Linked DNA regions of Sus scrofa: region 1 is linked to region 2. A link is a contact called in public targeted proximity ligation data. All regions are on one chromosome and are shown on one strand. The core of a region is the stretch at or near the end of the contact, and the rest is flanking DNA. Distances in the headings are between cores, read along the strand shown.

Region 1 (7,001 bases), core at 2,833-5,332, 63 kb after region 2:
AGCCCCGAGGAAGTCCTCCTCCTCTTCTTCCTTTGCTGTGAAGTCTGTGGAAGGGCTTCTGCTTCAGGGCATGGGAAGGGGCCCCCTCCATGGTGCAGTGTGTGGGGGTCTGAAAAAATATACTCCGACCTCACTCCAGCTGCCATCGATGGACTTGCCAGGGGGCCTCACCATGTCTCTGGCTTGGGGCAGAGCCCTGGTCACTACCCACTCTGAAGCCTTGGGCTTGTGACAGTCCCCTCACTAAACTCTTGGGAAAGGCTGGGCTTAGTTTAAGTTAAGACCTTGGGCTCTCAGACAAGATAATCTAAATTTGACTCCTGACTCTGAGAGTAATTAGTGATGCATCTCTCTCTCTCTCTCTTTTTTTTTTTTGTCTTTTTGACTTTTCTAGGGCTGCACCTGCAGCATATGAATGTTCCCAGGCTAGGGGTCTAATCGGAGCTGTAGCCACTGGCCTACACCACAGCCACAGCAATGCAGGATCTGAGCCGCGACTGCGACCTACACCACAGCTCACGAAACGCCAGATCCTTAACCCATTGCATGAGGCCAGGGGTTGAACCTGCAACCTCATGGTTCCTAGTCAGATTCATTAACCACTGAGCCACGACAGGAACTCTGTAATGCATCTCTTTTTTAAAAATTTAATTTTTTTGGAATATAGTTGACTTATAATGTCAAATGAGTTTCAGAGTACAGCAAAGGGAATCAATCATACATATAAATATAGCCATTCTTTTCTCCTGCATAGCTTCTTACAATCTATTGAGTAGATTTTCTGGGCTATACAGTGGTTCTTGTTACTCATCTATTTTATACAGTAGTGTGGATATATTATTTCCACCCTCCCACTTCTTCCCTCCTCCTAACAGTTTCCAGATTGGTGACCACAGATGGTTTTGAAATCTGTGAGTGCCTTATTGAATGGTCATTTACATTTTCTGTGTCCCAGCTTGCTCATTCTTAAAAGACGGATCATACCGATACCTATCTCACAGGTCTGTTGGGTGGATTGAATCTCTTAATGCTGGCCCAGTGCTTGAGGATAAGACTTTTTTTTTTCTCTCTCTCTCCCTATCTCCCCATCTCCCTCTCCTCCTCTCTCTCCCTCTCCCTCTGTGTGTGTGTGTGTGTGTGTGTGTGTGTGTGTGTGGTCAGTGTGGTATGATGTTCCCCTCTCTGCAGTCCCAATAGAAAAACTACTTTAGAATTGAGAGCTCAGGACCTAAATGTGTGGTTGTCCTCTGCCAGGTCCCTCTTGATTCCGTCTTGGCTTCAGGGACCCTTGGATCCTGACTGGGCTGGGAGACTTGGGGATCTTAAATGACATATAAGAGAAGGAGGAGAGACACAGAGGTGGAGAGAGGCAGGCAGTGAAGGGGACTGTGGTTGGGATAAGGTCGTCTTAGGTCAATTCTGGTCAGTTTCTCTCTCAGACAGATGAGGAAACAGACCCCAGGATGCCCAAGTTCACACGCTTCCATCGCATCCATCCTTCTGATTCTCTTGTCTTCATGTCTTTCAAGAAGAACAGAGTTTAAGGAAAGAAAGGTCAACCACGTCCATGCTAAGGAAGCACAGGTCCTGACCTACATCTCGGTATTTATTTGTGAAGTTAACTAGTTTAGAGTCTCTTTCCCCTTTAAGTGTAGGCTTCATGAGAGCAGGCTTTTAGCTTCTTTATAGTTAATCTTAACACATGACCTAAATGCAGCAGGCATGGACCCCAGCCAACAACAATGTTGGGGTGAGGTGCCCACCTCCTCTAAGGCTAAGAGAGAATGTTCAGTCACTATCTTCCCATCCCACCATCCTTCCCATCCTGGAAACCAGGAGACCCCGAAAAGTTGTTTATTCCCTTCCCCAAGCCACCAGCACTTAAATACCACCTGTTACCCCAGAATGGCATTATCAAGTTTTGCCCTACCGCAAAGAATGAAGAAATGAGCTTAAAAATAGAAAAAAAAATAATACTGTTCGCAAAACCTCAGGGATGATATTATCATATAAAGTGGAGTAAGTCAGAAAGAGAATGACAAATACCATACGATATCACTTATAAGTGGAATCTAAAATATGGCACAAGTGAACCTATCTACAAAACAGAAACAGACTCACAGACAAGGAGAACAGATTTTGGTTGCCAAGGGGGATGGGGGAGGGAGTGGGATGGACTGAGAGGCTGGGGTTAGTAGATACAGATACAAACTATTACATTTAGAATGGATAAACAGCAACAGGTCCTACTCTATAGCTCAGGGAACTATGTCCAATCTCCTGGGATAGACCGTGATGGAAAAGAATACTAAAAAAGAATGTGTGTGTGTGTATAAAATGCACGTATGACCGAGTCACTTTGCTGTATAGCAGAAAGTGACACAACATTGTAAATCAAATACACGTTAATTTTAAAAACAATGAAGGCATGGGAGCAGAGTTATAAACACACAATCTTGCTCACACTGTTTTCACACAGATTGTGACCTATGAAATTTGAATCTAACATATAAATCACTCCAGACTAATGTTGCTTCCTTATACGGTGATCAATTCTTTGAGCCAGTGGAAGTGGAAGTCAGGACAGCCTTCCCGGAAGAGGAGTCACTTGGCTAACAGCATAACGGGAAAGGAATAGCAGGCTTATTGTGCTTCTTGCATCATTGAGTCTCTGACAACCTGTTTACCTGTACTGATGTCTGAGCCTAATGCTTCCCTGAGTGTTATTTGATTTTCACCTTTGACTGATTGCCAAGAACTAAGAAAGAAGATAGGCCATTTACGTTGATGAGACACTGTGTTCTCATACCTGTGTCACTACTTCACATTGGCTGTTCTAAAACTACCTGTTTGTGTCCCTAACTTCAACCTGAATAATGTCTAAGTCTTGGTCATTTTTGTGTCCTAAGCATATAGAGCTTTGAAAGCATGTGACAAGCCCGTATGTGAAAACATGGGCTTTTAGACAACCTGACATTCACCCACTTGGCCTTGAGTCAATGAACGGATGAATAGATGTGTTCATGCATTTCACTTAGCAGGTGCTTCCTGGAGAAAGTATGAACGCAAAGATGACTAACTATGATGGTAGAAATTTCATGCTGTGAGATAAGCTCCCAAGGAAATAAAGAAAGCAGATGACATAGCTGGGACTCACTGCAATTTATCAATGAGACACCCACTCATTCAGGCTATTGTTCAGAAGTCCAAGGGACTAACAGACTAGAGGGATGGAGGTCTCTCTTTCTGCAGAAGGTCTGAAGTGAGAAAGGATGAAGCAAGAAGGAAGCACACACACACAGCTTAAATGTCATGTGTTTCCATTGAGTTTAAGAATCTTTGTGATTTTTTTCACATAATTCATGGTTTCTCAGGCCAAGGAGACACAGGACATGGATCAGAGTCATGACAATGAGGTCATGTAATTTCCAGAGCCTCAATTTTCAGGTTTCTTCAGGAATGGGGTGGGGCTCACAGATGATACCAACTTCTGCTATAGGCCTTCTCCTTACCAGTTCTCAAACCCATTAAAAATCCCCTACTTATCAAAAAAGCAGGGAGCCATCTGCTCTGGTAAGTATCACATCACTGGTAGATAAGGAGTTTGGGGTCCACTTGGCCACCAGGCTGCTTTCCTTTCTTCACTCTCTTTACACCCATTGATCTTGGACTTGCAGCCTTTCCAGAGAGAGGGGCCATTCTTTGCTCTAGAATCTTTCTAACTTGCTGTCTATGGCAGGACACTCTGAGGGCAGGACAGCAATTGTCCTGAATTGATACCCCTTGATGCAACCATCACCATCTCCCCCATGTTCTGCCTCTCCTTCTGGAGCCCTCTTGTCAACAGAATCCTGATGGATCCTCATGGATGTGCAGTGATGATGGCTGAGGCCCAGCCGGGACTCCTGGTGTACTAACAATCCAGGAAGATGGTGTGGTCACCAATGAGTCACTTGAAAAAGTCATGCGGTGACCTGGTGGTCTTACTTCCAGCAACACAATTCCACCAACCTTTCTGATTCCCACTCTGTAGAAAGCACCGTGCTGGGTACCAGGGCTATAACTGCAACTGATACCCAGACTGTGCCCAAACTCTCCATCTGGTGAGGGGACAGAGTGGTGAGGAAACCAGCAATGGTGCTGGAGGCAATAGATTTGTGTGCAGGGGACAGAAGACCCCAGCAAAGGAAATGCTTCTATCTGGTTGAGGAGGTTGGTTAGGAAATTTCTAAGACAGGGGGTTATGTCTGAGCTGGGATTTAAAGGATGAGCAGTGGATGTAGAGAGAAAACAAGGGAATTTCTAGGCAGAGGAAACTGCATGGGTAAAGATCTGTCGATCTAGATTGTCAAAAGAATTTCAAGTATTTTAACATGTGGGCAGGTATGGAGACAAGTGCATTTTAGAGGAGATTAATAGCCTGTGGTTTTATGTGAGTTTCTGTAATGCTTGGGATTACTGATAACCCTGACTGAGTTGTTATTGAATTCCCATAGAATATGAACTCAAGGGAGGACTAACTGGAGTGTCCATGATGTTTTGCCAGCGCTCAAGGCAGGAGGGGCTCCTGCAGGTGGAACACAGGGGGCTCTTCCATTGGCTGCAGCTCCAGCCCCACCTCCTTTCCCAGCACTTAAACCTCCAGCCCCAATGACTCTCTAGTGGGCAGCAAGGGGACCTCCACACTCTCAGAGCAGCACACACAGCTGAAGGGACACTCAGAGGAGGGAACCCCAGAGGACGGTGGCCATGGACCTGATTCCAAGTTTTTCTGTGGAAACTTGGCTTCTCCTGGTTACCAGCCTGGTGCTCCTCTATCTGTGAGTAACTGTCCAGACCTGTCTCCTCCATAGCCTTGGGCTTGGGGTGCTAAATAGGTCCTCCTTTCCCTGTTTTTTTTTTAATTATTCAATGGATTTTATTACATTTATAGTTGTACAATGATCATCACCGCCCAATTTTATAGGATATCCATCCCAAACCCCCAGCCATCCCCCCACCCCCAACCTGTCTCCTTTGGAAACCATAAGTTTTTCAAAGTCTGTGAGTCAGTATCTGTTCTGCAAAGAAGTTCTTGCATCCTTTTTTTTTTTTTTTTTTTTTTTTTAGATTCCACATATGAGTGATAGCAAGTGATATTGGTGTCTCACTGTCTCACTATCTCTGTCTGTTTTGAAGATCAAAGTTAACTGAGAAAAAGTTGCTAGAGCTTTCAGTGGTACAGAATTTTTTTTCTCATTTCTACCTAGAATGAGAATCTCCAAATTATGGCAGAATCAAGTAACTCTTAACATTAGTTTTCTGGAAGAACACCAGCCTGAACTCAGGAGCACTCAAACTGGAAACATATATGAAATATTTGTTCTAGGATTGGGACCTTTTAGACTTCAGCTGCTTTTAGCTAATCATTATTACCTTTGATGGATCTCATAGTGGTGGGAAATGAGATGAAGAGTGAATGTAATTATTCCTTTTTGAGTTACTAATTGCTTATTGCCTACATGTTACCTCTGAGGTTGATGATTGCAGGTCTGAGTCACTGACTAGCCAGCCCCAGCACCTGTTCCTCAGTCCCTGTGACCTGGTTTTCTCTTTGATTTTGTAGATATGGGACTTATTCACATGGATTTTTTAAGAAGCTGGGGATTCCTGGGCCGACACCTGTGCCTTATTTTGGAAATATTCTGGCCTACCGTAAGGTATGTGTTATTTGAGCTCCCTCTTTGCTTCTTACAGTTGCCAATTCCAGCCAAGTTCCTCAGTAAAAGTTCCTCTCCTCAGGAAGAGGAAGTTCTGAGGTTTCACACTTTCCAGAAAGGGCACCATGGCCCTTGCGCAGCACATGGCCACATTTACCCCACAGATGCATTGTCAGCTGTTAGGAACCTCAGCTTTTCCCTCAGACAGCTCAGCTCTCTGGCTGATTCAGCACAGGACTTGAAGTTCCAACTTGTGATTTTTGTGAACAGGATTTTCTTTCTCCCAGATGCAGGTTCCCAGGCAGGGACAATCGCCTTTAGAAGAAGAGCATTACATGGGTGCCTGGTTTCATTAAGTTGTGTGCACTAGAGTCAAACGTTCCTGTTGGTAGCATAAACTATAGCCATAAGCATAAGAGTTCATACTTCATATCCTGATTCTCCCAACCGAGGCTCTCCTTGTCTCATTACTGCCTGAGAACTTCCTGAACTTCTTTCCCTCAGAAGCAATATTTTCCTTGTCACCCCTGCTTTCCAAATGAACTCTTTAGTAGATGTACCCCAAGACCTGCAGTTCTGGGACCTTCATTTTCATAGTTAAACCATCGAATATCACAGCAGAGGAGTTCCCATGTGGCTAAGCAGGTGAAAGAGCTGACATTGTTGTCTCTGTGAGGATGGGGGTTCGATCCCTGGCCTCGTTTAGTGGGTTAAGCATCTGGCATTACTACAAGCTGCAACATAGGTCACAGATGCCGCTTGGTACCTGAGTTGCCATGGCTATGGTGTAAGCTGTGGCTGCAGCTCAGATTTTGACCCCTAGTCCAGGAACTTCCGTATGCTGCAGGTGCAACTGTAAAAGGGAAAAAGAAAAAAATCACAGCAGAAACCTAGTGACAAGAAAATTCTTCTTAAGTTTCAGGAGTGAAAACTCAGAGCAAGTGCTTTAATCCTCGCTATCCTTTGTGGAGCTGTGGCATCTCCCCATCTTTTCCGTGTTGAGCTGGAAAACTCAAAATCAAGTCCACTTTGCCACTTATTCACTCGCTCACTTTCTCACTCAACACACATGCCTTAGCCTTACTTAAATCTGCTAGACTAAGACGTCGCTGGTCACTGATGGTTTAACTTTCTAATTCTTCTAGAATTCTAGAGAGGGCTCATGAGGTACGTAAAAAGGATGTTTAACTAGGAAATGAAGGTGTGTGCAGGAAAAATTATACTTTTTCTCAGCTTCAGTTTTTTCATGTGTCCGTGGAAAATTAACTCAGAGTTACGAGATTTGAGAGACAACACTTAACA
Region 2 (6,570 bases), core at 3,382-5,881:
TTTTTTCATGTGCTTGTTGGCCATCTGTATATCTTCCTTGGAGAACAGTCTATTCAGGTCTTTTGCCCATTTTTCCATTGATTGATTGGTTTTTTTGCTGTTGGGTTGTATAAGTTGCTTACATATTCTAGAGATTAAGCCCTTGTCTGTTGCATTGTTTGAAACTATTTTCTCCCATTCTGAAAGTTGTCTTTTTGTTTTCTTTTTGGGTTCCTTCGCTGTGCAAAAGCTTTTCAGTTTGATTAGGTCCCACGGGTTTATTTTTGCTCTAATTTCTATTGCTTTGGGAGACTGACCTGAGAAAATATTCATGAGGTTGATGTCAGAGAGTGTTTTGCCTATGTTCTCTTCCAGGAGTTTGATGGTGTCCTGTCGTATATTTAAGTCTTTCAGCCATTTGGAGTGTATTTTTGTGCATGGTGTGAAGGTGTGTTCTAATTTCATTGCTTTGCATGCAGCTGTCCAGGTTTCCCAGCAATGCTTGCTGAGAAGACTTTCTTTTTCCCCATTTTATGTTCTTGCCTCCCTTGTCAAAGATTAACTGACCATAGGTGTCAGGGTTTATTTATGGGTTCTCTATTCTGTTCTATTGGTCTGTCTGTCTGTTTTGATACCAGTACCATACTGTTTTGATGACTGTGGCTTTGTAGTATTTCTTGAAGTCTGGGAGAGTTATGCCCCCTGCTTGGTTTTTGTTTCTCAGGATTGCTTTGGCAATCCTGGGTCTTTTGCTGTTCCATATAAATGTTTGGATTGTTTGTTCTAGTTCTGTGAAAAATGTCATGGGTAATTTGATAGGGATTGCATTGAATCTGTAGATTGCTTTGGGTAGTATGGCCATTTTTACAATACTGATTTTTCTAATCAAGGAACATGGAATATCTTTCCATTTCTTTCCATCTTCTTTACGTTATCTGATTAAAGTTTTATAGTTCTTGGCATATAGGTCCCTTACCTCCTTGGTCAGGTGTATTCCGAGGTATTTGATTTTGTGAGGTGCAATTTTAAAAGGTATCGTCTTTTTGTATTCCTTTTCTAATGTTTCATTGCTGGTATACAGAAATGCAACTGACTTTCTGAATGTTAATCTTATATCCTGCTCCTTTGCTGAATTTATGAATCAGTTCAAGTAGTTTTGGGGTTGAGTCCTTAGGGTTTTCTATGTATAGTATCATGTCATCTGCATACAGTGACAGTTTGATCTCTTCTCTTCCTACTTGGATGCCTTTTATTTCTTTTGTTTGTCTAATTGCTGTGGCTAGGACTTCCAAAACTATGTTGAAGAGCAGTGGTGAGAGTGGGCATCACTGTCTTGTTCCAGATTTGAGTGAGAAGGCTTTCAGTTTTTCCCCATTGAGTATTATATTTGCTGTGGGTTTATCATAAATGGCTTTGATTATATTCAGGAATGTTCCCTCTATACCCACTTTGGCGAGGGTCTTGATCATGAATGGATGTTGGACTTTGTCAAATGCTTTTTCTGCATCTATTGAGATGATCATATGGTTTTTGACTTTTCTTTTGTTAATGTGGTGTATGACGTTAATTGATTTGCGTATGTTGAACCATCCTTGTGAACCTGGGATGAACCCAACCTGGTCATGGCGTATGATCTTTTTGATATGTTGTTGGATTCGGTTGGCTAAGATTTTGTTGAGAATTTTTGCGTCTATATTCATCAAAGATATTGGCCAATAGTTTTCTTTTTTGGATTGTTTTTATGTGATGCTTCAGAATCTCGGCTTCAGCTCCATGGTCACATCCTCTGAGAAGGTTGCCAAGGGTGCTGCCTCCTGGCAGTTATGCCCCTGTGTAACCCCTCTCATTGGTGAGGCTGGACAGGTGACTTGCTTCTACTGAATAGAATGTGGTAAAAGAGATGGGATGCCACTTCTGAGATGAGGTGATAAGAGCCTGTGGCTTCCACCTTGGGAGCTCCCTGCCTCACTCTGAGGGAAGCCAGCTGCCATGTTGGGAGCTGCCCTGAGGAGAGACCCAGGTGGCAAAGATCTGAGGGGGGCTCCTGGCCCACAGCCAGCAGGGAACGGAACCCACGAGCTTGTGAGGAAGTGAATCCTGCCACACCACCTAAGAGGACTTGGAGGTGGATCCTCCCCCAGGTGACATTTTGGATGGGATGTAGCCCAGCCCGATAGCAGGACTATAACCCTCCTGAGAGAGCTTGAGCCAGAGGTGCCAGCTAAGCCTCACCTGGACCCCTAACCCAAGAACTGTGATGTAAAAATGTTTGTTGTTTCCAGCTGTTCTATTTTGGGAGAATGTGTTAGACAGCATCAAGAACTAGTGCACCTTTCTTGGTGTCTGTTCCAGCCCCAACTTCAGGGACCAGCTTTTCATGGATTCCAGCTTAATTGGTGTAGGTGAAGCTTGCCTGTGCCTGTCAACTTACCAGATCATGTATGATAGAGAAGTTTTAGAGAATTACTGCCCTGCTGGCAGAACCTTGGCCCAAAGGGAGAAGGAAATCATTGGATAGCTTCTTCCTCTTTCTTTCCCTTGGCTGGGCTGTCCTGGATGCAGTGGTCCTACGGCCTCTCAGAAGATGGCCTCTGTTGATCAAAGAGTTGGTTGCTTTTAATAGCAAGTATTGGCCAGGTTGGTTAAGGGACCTGGTATAGATGATCCTGCCTTTCATGCTTGATTTTTATTTTCCTTCACCCTTGCTCCCCTGGGCTCAATTTCCCCATAAGACAGTAGCCGGAAAGCCTGGGTCTCAGGCTCTTCTTCCTTGGGAAATCTCTGGAGTTCATGCTTTCCTTGTGGGAGGATGACTTCCACTTAATTTTTAAAAGACCTTTTGTACTATTTAATTTTGTATTCTTCTTGGGTTAGTTTTGGTCAGTTATGCTTTCCTAGGAACTGGCCTATTGCTTCTAATATTTTAACTAATATTTTTCATGGTTCTTAGCAACAGTTAAATTAATAGGTATGATCTTCTTCAGTTTAAGACATCATCCTACAGATTTTAGATATTCTGGTGGGCCCAGGCGTGTGTACTTTTTAATAATTATAATGAGCATCATGGCCTGAGAGGCACTCTGTGTTTCTGAGTAACCACTGTGAGCGAGCAGAAGCAAGACTCTCCCCACCACCCACATGCTGAGACTGTGGACAAGCGTTGCTGGGGAAGATAGTGCCCACCTGACTTCCAGAGGAAGCCTGGGAATTCACCAGATGGAAAATCAGCTTGGCCCCTTCCAGGGGGAAGAACAGTTTTGTTCAGATACTAGAAGAATCAGTTATGTTTCATCTTGGCGGGCATGGGGAGTGGCAGATCATACCTTGTTTAAAACATCATGTGCTCCTTAGAAGTGGTCTGAGATAAGACTGAAGAAGCCAGCCATGACCAGATGCACATGAGTCTTTTTTTTTTCCACATTTTATTTTTATTATTTAAAAAATGAGATGTACTTAACATACAATGTTAATTTCAAGTGTACGATGTAATGCTTTGATATTTTTATATATTAGGATTTGATCACCTCAATAAGACTAATAAGCATCAGTCACCATACAGAGTTGTTCCAATATTTTTGACTGTATTCCCTTTGTGTACATTGTGTCCCTCTGACTTGTTTATTTTATATGTGGGAGTTTGTATCTATTTGTCCCCTTGGCCTTTTGTGGCTGTCCCCCAGTGCCTCTCCCATCTGCCCACCATCTTTTTGTTCTCTGTGTCTATGATTTTGTTTCTCTGTTGTTTGTTTGGTTTTTTAGATTCAACATATAAATGAAATCCTAAGGTATTTCTTTTTCTCTGACTTATATCACTTAGTGTGATACCCTCTGGGTCAATATAAAAAGAAGAAAATGAAAAACCCAATTAAAAATGGGCAGAAGAAATGAATAGCCTTTTTTTTCCCTCAAAGAAGACGTGCAGATGGCAACAGACACATGAAAAGGTACTCAACATCACGCATCGTCAGGAAAAACAAGTCAAGCCTCACACCCCTCCCTCAGAATGGCTCTCATCAAAAAGCCAAGAAACACGTTTTGGCCAGGATAGACAGAGAAGGGAACTCTCCTGCCTAGTTGGTGGGATTGTAAATTAGTACGACCACTGTGACGTCAGTATGGAAACTGCTCAAAAACGAAAAGTAGCCTACCATATGATCCAGCACTTCCAATTCTGGGTGTCTATGAATATGAATATGAATGAATGAATATGAAAATGAATATGAACACATAAATTTGAAAAGATATATACCCCTATGCTCATGGCAGCACAGTTTACAATAGCCAGGAGACAGAAGCAGCCCAAGGGACCAACAAGGGTCTTGAGTTGCTACCGCCAGACATGGGTTTTATCCTGTGGATGATGGAAGCATGTGGAGAGGTCTGAGCAACTGAGGAATGTTACAAAATCCATGTTTTACCAGGCTCTGTCTGGTGACAGAGGAGGGGATTCCCTGGGTGAGACTAGCCTAGGATCAGGCCAAACTCATGCAGAGGTTACTGCAACACTGAGGAGAGACCACCAACGCTTTGCCTCTCTTTCGCAATATGACCTGTGATGCTCATCTTTTCCTTCCCCCAATACTTCCTCTTTCATTATTTGCCTTTGTCGTGGTCTCCTGACACTTGCCTTCCATTCTCTGATTCCTCTTTCATTCACGGATTTCATCATCTTTTACTGCCTTCTTTCTTGGAAGCCCAGATGATTCTGATTCCTACATGTCAGACCTGTTTGCAACATCTCCTATTGGCTAACATCACGAATTCAGTGAAAACATAACGTTTAGTAGGCAGAACGATGTGCTGTGATTTTGTGGCCAAAACCAGCTCTGTAGAGTTTGTACAACAGTGGAATCATGCTGAAAGGAGTGGAAGGAAATCATTTATTTATTGTATAACTATTAAGGCTGACCCAACCTGCCAAATTATTTCAGGAGGCACCTTGGAATCCAAGTAAGTATGAATCACCAGCTGTGACCATATGTCCTGGATTCATGGTTTAATTGCTTGGGCAGGTTTCATCCCCACCCTGAGCTTTTGTTTCTGCATCTGTAAAGAGGGATTTAAATAATCCCAGCCCACGTGAAATCCTCACAAATATTCCTTAAGGATCAATTAAGAGAGATATGAGGGAGTTCCCATCGTGATGCTGTGTAAACAAATCTGACTAGGAACCATGAGGTTGTGGGTTTGATCCCTGGCCTTGCTCAGTGGGTTAAAGATCCAGCATTGCTGTGAGCAGTGGTGTAAGTCACAGACCTGGCTTGGATCTGACATTGCTATGGCTGTGGTGCAGGCTGGCAGCTACAGTTCCAATTGGACCCCTTGCCTGGGAACCTCCATATGCTGTGGGAGAGGCCCTAAAAAGACTTAAAAAAAAAAAGAGAGAGAGAGAGACATGAAAGAACTTTATAAACAGTACTTTGCAGTAGAGATGTTCTTTGTTAACTTGGAATGATAAAAATTCTGGAATTGTGTAGAAAGCAAGTGGCCATGAGGAAATCTCTCTCCTCCTCTTCCCTTTGATGCAAAGTGAATGAGAGCACTTCTGATTCAGGGCACAGGGGCCGGTGGAGTGCAGGGAGGCTTTCTGCATGATGGGACGTGTGGGGGTCAGGGAGAACATCCCCCACCCTCACCCCGACTCTCACCGATAGGCTTGTGAGGGAGCCTCACCTTGTCTGTGTAGAGACAAGGGCATTCACCACCCTCTCGGAATACCTGGGCTCTGAGACTAGCTCCCCCATAATTCTTGGGCAAGGATGGGCCTGGTTCAAGGTAAGGCCTTGAGTTAGAAACCTAGACTTTCTAAATTTGAGTCCCAGCTCTACTAGTTATTGTTTATGCATTCTTGGATGGTTCCTTAACCTTTCTCTGCCCAAGTTTGTTCATTTGTGAAACAGGAATGACGGCAATACTTAGCTCATAGGGTTGTTGGGTGGATTAAATCAGTTAATGCAGGCCAAGTACTCCGAACAATATGTTTAGCTTTCTATGCCCGTGTGTGTGTGTGTGTGTACACCCCTCTCTGCAGTCCCATTTGGGAAGCCACTCTAGAATCTAGAGCTCTGGACTTAAACAGGTTGGTTGTCTTCTCCCAGGTCGATCCTCTTCCATTTTGCCCTCAGGAACTCTTGGTTCCTCACAGGCCTGGGGGACATGGGGACCCTAAATGACATAGAAGGGAGAGAGAATAAAGAAGGAGGAAGAAGTGCTTAGAAAATCTTTCACAGGGCCTGAGAGGACAGGTGGTGAAGAGGCCTTGTGGTTGGGATAAGGTCCTCATAGGTCAGTTCTGGTCAGTTTTCCTCTCAGACAGATGAGGAAAGAGACCCCAGGACGCCCAGGGTCACACATTCTACCGCATCCATCCTGCTGATTCTCTTGTCTCCGTATCTTTTGAAGAAAGACAGAGTTTAAGGAAACAAAAAAGGGTCAACTCTATCATTGCTGGGAACTTAAGAAAGGCAGTTCTTCCCTTTCATAGCACATGTCCCAGTATCCAGCTCAATATTTAGTTGTGTGGTAATTTGCTTAGTGCTTTTTGCCTCCTTGCCTTCATAAGGGCAAGGCCCTGACACATTTCTATTTAGG

The links.
Region 1: a contact with region 2 is called in a targeted proximity ligation map of alveolar macrophages.

The regions. Positions count from the first base shown.
Region 1 is chr3:6,785,646-6,792,646 of Sscrofa11.1, forward strand. LOC110259856 (cytochrome P450 3A29-like) reads left to right here and starts at 4,083. Exons shown (of 13, transcript XM_021086162.1): 1 at 4,083-4,820; 2 at 5,606-5,699. The coding sequence starts at 4,750.
Region 2 is chr3:6,721,675-6,728,244 of Sscrofa11.1, forward strand. No RefSeq gene overlaps it. Among named protein-coding and RNA genes, the nearest start is that of CYP3A29, 14 kb to the right of the region's middle.